2 separate regions of the Zea mays genome follow, and region 1 is linked to region 2. The links are chromatin contacts, called in public Hi-C maps. All regions are on one chromosome and are shown on one strand. The core of a region is the stretch at or near the end of the contact, and the rest is flanking DNA. Distances in the headings are between cores, read along the strand shown. Region 1 holds the start of LOC100216818. Region 2 holds the start of LOC100282926.

Evidence for each region. Hi-C and Micro-C count contacts between places; a contact is called where the count stands out from the background.
Region 1: a contact with region 2 is called in a Hi-C map of ear, with 2.4 times the contacts expected there. The contact joins the promoter of LOC100216818 here to the promoter of LOC100282926 in region 2. A contact is called at or near these places in 7 of 25 Hi-C or Micro-C datasets (ear, leaf and tassel) and 1 of 3 datasets of contacts at active chromatin or transcription factors (leaf).

The regions. Positions count from the first base shown.
Region 1 is chr1:260,702,954-260,706,379 of Zm-B73-REFERENCE-NAM-5.0, forward strand. LOC100216818 reads right to left here and starts at 2,156. Exons shown (of 6, transcript NM_001143214.1): 1 at 1,649-2,156; 2 at 1,233-1,309; 3 at 750-798; 4 at 346-448. The coding sequence starts at 2,051.
Region 2 is chr1:260,552,734-260,556,023 of Zm-B73-REFERENCE-NAM-5.0, forward strand. LOC100282926 reads right to left here and starts at 2,039. Exons shown (of 16, transcript NM_001155831.2): 1 at 1,492-2,039; 2 at 1,253-1,383. The coding sequence starts at 1,625.

The DNA.
Region 1 (3,426 bases), core at 906-3,405, 150 kb after region 2:
GAAAATAGGACCTTTTTCATGAACATAACCATTCATTGTTAAAAAAAAATACACATTGACTAAAAACAACTTGCTCTCAAAATTAGAAGCCACAACCATTGAACCATTCATGTTTGTGCATTATACTTAAAAAATCTAAAAAATGCGCAGAAGGTATCCACTTAAATCGTCATCAGAATGAACAAGATAGAGGATGCAGATTCGCAGAGGAAAAGTAACCGTACCGATGCAAGTGACTAAATATATATGCATGGCGTCACTTTAACGAATTATATACGCATCGGCATCGCTGACACACACAGAATACTATATATAATAAGAGAGCAGCCGATAATGTGTACTAACCTATTATTGGCGGTAGCATTAGAAGTACCGTTGCTAAACGCTTCGAAGCCATTCAGTTCACAACCCCTGTGCAGAAAGCCCATGTCTCTCATCTGGACATGGCCTGCAGCAAAATATATATGCATGTCAAATCACTGAAATTTACAACGGATACATATATAAATCTATATGAACATATGCGGCTATTCCCTAGCTAGCTAGGTATTTCCAGACACTGTGTAGTGGCTCAAAGACAAACACTGCCACTTCCATTTTTAAGAAGAAAAAAAAAGAATGACAGTAGTGCTTGCTTTATGGGACTGACTTGAAATACTAACCATGCACGCCCCATGCCAATAATTCAGCTAGCATTATGTGATATGACCCTCCTGAGGAATATCAACTCAGGAAAAGAAATGTTTTACCTGCAGCACATGATCTGTCTGCCGTCGTTCCCTTCACTGTTCGATACATCTGCATCAACAAGTAAAGCAAATAAGAAAAGGACGCCATGCAAAAGATTAGACTGATCCTTGTGTGCTGCCATTTAATTAATTGGTTTACTCTTGCAACGCGCTAAGGAAAGGAAACATTAGTTCGTTGTGGTTGATATATATATATATATATATAGTACTGGTTAAATGATGATTCGGATGGAAGAGACAAGTATTTGGCGACAACTACAAGCAATGCCAAGAAGGGAAAGGTGAATGGGGGCTGCTCAAGAGATCGTCAAACTGTGATATCTTTTTGTTTGGTTCTTGAGTCTCGCGACATGGGAAATACTATTGAGTACCAAAATCTACTGGAGATCGAGAAAGAGAGAGAGAGAAGAGAGAGAGAGAGAGAGAGAGAGAGAGAGAGAGAGAGAGAGAGAGAGATTGTATATTGAGGTTCTTGTAACTTGCCTGCAAGTGGCTCTTAACATGAGCCAATGTGAGATCCTTAACGTTCATCAGCTCCAGCACTGACTTTGGCGTTGCTCCTAGAAAGAAAGGTACAATAATTCTGAATTTGTAACAAAAATGAAACTGAAACCTCGAGACTGGCAGTTCAGTGAAGTGTGTGCAAACGCTACAATTTAATTAAGTGGAAAGCAAGAAAAACAAACAAAAGCAATGCAAGGTAACAATATTTCCCCACTATGAGCTATGCACAAGAGAGACCGGATCATCATGTCGTTATATATATTAACGGCAAAAGCGTAGGACCAACGAACTGAAGCACACAATTAATCGATTGACTAACAATTGAACAGAACATTGGTGAGAATGTATATATGGAAGGCAAGCAACAAGCAAGGACGTCGCGTCGACGAGCGTACTCTCATGGCCGCCAAGGAGCTCTACGGCATGGACGAAGTGTGCATGAAGAGCCGTGGTCCACCTCATCCTCGGCGCTCTGGAGCTCCTCTTCCCGCCCCCGCTGTTGCCGTTCCCAGATCTCGTCGTGCCTCCTCCGGCAGATAACAACGCCGCCGACGATGACGAGGTTTTCTTGAACCTCTGGATCTGGCTAGGCTGCTGGTGCAGTCGCTGCCGCTGCTGCTGCTGGACGTCGTCGCATTGGCCATCCTGATCATGCGCCGCCGCCGTCGTCGTCTGAACGAGTCCGAGGCACAACGTCTGCTTGGAGAAGAGCACGTCACTGCTCCTAGCATCATCGGGCGGCGAGGGAGGGCTGATATGCAGCGAGAGGTCGGGGGCTGCGGCAGTAGTAGTAGCCATTGCAACAACAAGCTTCTGCTGCTGGCCTGCTGCACTTGTGAATTGGCAGCAGATGGAGCCCTTGCCGCCTGTTCTTGCTCGAGGGGGAGGGAATGGATCTTGGTGATTAGGTCATGAGTGGCGTATGGCATATGGTTCTTATTGTATATAGGGCGGGGTGTTGCGGCGTCTGTTGTGCGTGTGGGTGATGAGGAGCAAAGTTTAATTTGGTAATACTATACTTGCTGGTACAATTATGGAGGGGGATAGCCGGCCCCCATCAGCTAGGTGTGGAGAGTATTATGCTAACGAGAGAGAGGGAGAGAGAGATGAAATGCGTGGAGAGCTAGGTGAGGTGGAGCAGGCACCAATATAATATATGTTTATTTATTTTATTCTTCTTCTTGTGTACGTACGTGCCGTTTTGAGGGTACAGCGTAAATAGCACAGAGACATGGTCCAAACCGATGGATGGGATGCATGGACTGAGAAACTGATTTGACATGGTATGTGCACCTCTCTCTCTCTCTCTCTCTCTCTCTCTCTCTCTCTCTCTCTCTGAGCTAGTGAATGTGTCGTTTATATTGTATGTACTACTGGCTCCAGCATATTCTTTCCTCACTATGCATTTAGTCAAGTGGCAGGAGGACACGTACGGTATTTCTTTGGACATGCGTATCGATCGTGTTACAAAAGGTAAAACTGTACTAGGAATATATCAAAAGTGAGAACTGAATGTGCTCTGTATTATAACTAGGAGAGCAAGCTAGCTAGGAGTGTAATGTGCCAGCTGTGTGGGCGCACGCACTGGTTTACCCAAAATATTCATATTAATTGCATATATAAAACCACAGGAAGAGAGAGAAGTTTGGGTATGGAAATAATTATAGCATGTTTGGTTTTAGAAATGAGTTAGTCCGTTATTTTCTCACGCCCTTCACTTTCTTGTTTGGTTTGTACAATAGAATGAGTTGATCCATGGTCATTTCATTTCTCACATGCCAATAATTAGCAATAATATGAGCAATAAGTTTAATTCCACCAAAATTTTGAAATAGACTTATGATGCATCACCTCATCTAAAATTGATTGTTTCTTTAAACTAAATACTCGTTGAAGAGATGCTCGGTTTGATATGGATTGAGAAGTATTGAGGGGATTAAATGTCCTCTTATTCAAATTTTAATAGGAGGAGATTTAGTCCCATCTAATACCCCAAAATCTACTTCTTACCGAATAAACTAAAATCGTAGAAACTTCAGCTAGTCAAGAAAATATTGGTGGGTGTGCTGAACCGATTTAGGTTATGTCTGGTTCTAGCTATCTAGCTATAGCCAAGACAAATTTTGACATGCTACCGTTTAATTAATTAGTTTCAGACCAAGATTTGGCTACC
Region 2 (3,290 bases), core at 789-3,288:
GTTTGTGGCCATACAAGAGCGATCGAGTCCGAAACAATGATATGTGTGATAGGCTAGGGGTAGCACCAACTGAAGAAAAGCATGTCCAACACTTGTTGAGATGGCTTGGACATATCCAACAAAAACCTCTAGAGGCATTTGTGCATAGTAAGATCCTAAGACACGATAGTAATGGGAAAAGAAGAAAGAGAAGGCCGAAGTTGACATGGGAAGAGGCAAAAAAAGGAGACTTGAAAGGATGGAATATAAACAAATATTTAGCCTTGAATAGGAGCAAATGTAAAATAGCTATTCACATGCATGAATCTTGATTTGTTGGTTTTGTTGGGTTTCAACTCTAGTATACCCCAACTTGCTTGGGACTAAAAGGCTCTATTGTTGTTGCTGTTGTTGTATGGTTCTAATAGTACTTTATATGTTCAGATGTGCTCTAGAGGCATGGTTACTCATAGGATTAACCATGAAAAGTAACTTTGAAGGTAAAGACCTGGTTGCAGACCATTCAGGACAAAATCTATACTGGTGGTTAGTCGTATCAGAAAATGGTGCAGAGAGTAAAAACTCCATGTTTCGTGGAGCTTTTTTGCGATCCCAAACTATCTTGTTTTATTTTCATTAACTTTAATTTGGAAACACTTACATAACCAGAGCAGGGGAGCCAAAAAGTCCATCCCCAATGCATTTGCCATTTTATAGATGAAATAGATATGGCTATTCAAGGAAATCTTAAACTGAATAGCAACTGAGGTAAACTAATTTCTAATCGCAACGCTTTTCTGTGTAAGACATTTTTTCTTCTGTATCTGTGACTGCATTTAATGAAAGCAGGGAAATCAGCAGAAGCTGTATTAGATCATAAATGCTACCCAACCCCAAGCTAACAAGTTGCTGAAGGTAACCAGCTGAGTAGCTCAACGCCTCAACTATAGTTTCTTGTTCAATTTAAGCCAGGGGATGCAACCTACTTTTTGCTATTACGGAGTTTGTTAAAACCATGTGCCTACGGTATTTGGCTTAAGAGGAATATAAACTATAGATTTTCACACTACAAGTCATGGTTTCTGAAATTCTGTAACTTAAAATCAAACAGTTAAGTAGGTTTCACACTACCGTATTCAATTGCTCTAGAAATTGAAGAATAGGGTAAAGTCATGAATTTCTGGTACTGCTGCTAGCTTACAATTCTAAACGATCTAAATAGATTCAACCTTCATTAAACAGCAAGTAAAAGAATGAAAAGAGCAAAGTTAACCTGGCAATGCCAAAGCTGTTGAAGATGGCGGCGCAGGACCCTTGCCCTGCCCACCGCGCCCCTGCTCCGGCGTGAGGTCCTTCACCGCACCGTACTCCGCACTCACCTTGCACCCAGTACGAATCCGCTTGCTGCACCACCGCCGCCGCAGCAAGATCAAGAGAATACGCAGTTAGAATCCCTGATAGGATTTTGAACCACCCGAGGAAAGAACAGAGTTAACAGCTAAGCGAGGTTACCTCTCGGCGTCGGGCGTGAAGAGGAGGGCGTGCGCCGGGGCGAAGAGGTCCAGGGACCGCTTGAGCGACCGGAGGCTCAGCTTCTTCAGAGACTGCGGTTCCACAGGGGGGCCATCCGCCGCCGCCGTTGCCATTAGTGTTAGAAAAGGCGCTATTCCGCGCCCTCCTTCCGCGCTTATACGCTGGGCGACGGGGTACTGCCTTGCCTCGGGGGTAGGCGGTTACCTATGCGGCGCCCAACTGTTGCCGGCGAAAGGTGGCCAGATCCTGCCTGCCAAGGCAGGGATGCACGGGGGCGTAGCGGAGGTCCGGCGACGATGCAGGAGGAGCTAACGTGCGGCAGCGGCGGCTGGTGGGAGAAGAGGCGGCCGGATGGGCGACGGACAGACGGAGGAGACCGAAGGTATGGGTTTCGAGCGGAGGTTGGAGGCGGGATTCAGTGTCGGTCGGAGGGGGCGCCTCGCGCCTGCTAGCGGATGGAGAAAGGATAGAGGAGCCGCCAAACCCTAGAACGTCAGATGGCAGAAGGCGGGTAATTTGCTTGCAAGGCCAGGGCAATCTTGGAACGTAATGATCACTCAGGGCTAGATTGGAAGCATAATAAAACCAAAGGTAATTTGAGGGGCTAGATTTTGAACAAGAATGAGAATCTAGCCCCTCTAATCCTCTGGTTTTATCGCTCGCAAACTAGTCCTGATGGTTGCTCACAACTAAGACGAGAACGAACAGAAACAGTCTGAACCCTCTCTCGTTTCTGTTACATATTTTTTTACCGAGAACGGGAGCGGTATAGCCGGAAATGGTTGCGAGATATACGGTTACACGAAAACAGATTAAAACAAACAGATATTGTCGGCGTTTCGACCCCGGGGGTCCCTGGACCGACGAGTAAATTGTCGCTGCGTGTCCCAGCCCAGATGGGTCGGCGCGAGACGGAACACAAGGGGGAAACAATAAGGGGAATCGCGGCCTCGTGTTGTCCTGCGCTCAGGACGGATGCGCTTGTAGTAGGGGGTTACAAGCGTTCGCGAGGGAGAGAGAGAGAGCCTGTGCGTCAGCCCGTCCTCCCGCGCGGCCACCTTCTCGTATGAGGGCCCTGGACCTTCCTTTTATAGATGTAAGGAGAGGGTCCAGGTGTACAACAGGGAGTGTAGCAATGTGCTAACGTGTCTAGCAGGGAGGAGCCAGAGTCCTATGTACATGCTGACGTGGCTGTTGGAGAGGCGTTGTTGCCCTGTTCATGTGACGTGGCCGTCGGAGGAGCGCTTGAGCCCTGTGGAAGCACAGCTGTCGGGTGCTGTCAGATCCTTGCTGACGTCTCCTTGCTTCCGTAAGGGGCCGAGAACTGTCGTCGTCATGGAGCACGCGGGGTGCCATATTCCTCGTAGCCTGAGCTAGCTAGGGATAGGGTAATGATGGGCCCCCCTATAGCGTGGTCGGTCCGAGCCCAAGGTCGGGCGAGGCGGTGATTCTTCCGAGGTCGAGGCTGAGTCCGAGCCCTGGGGTCGGGCGAGGCGGAGACCGTCGTCCGAGGTCGAGGCTGAGTCCGAGCCCTGGGGTCGGGCGAGGCGGAGTCCGTCTTCCGAGGTCGAGGTGGAGTCCGAGCCCTGGGGTCGGGCGAGGTGGAGTCCGTCTTCCGGTGTCGAGGTTGAGTCCGAGCCCTGGGGTCGGGTGAGGCGGAGCTTCCTATGGCGCCCGAGGCTGGACTTGGCTGCTGTCACTCTCACCCTGGCGGGTGGCACAGCAGTCGGAGCAGGGCAGGCGGCGTTGTTTTCCTGTCAAGTCAGTCAGTGGAGGGG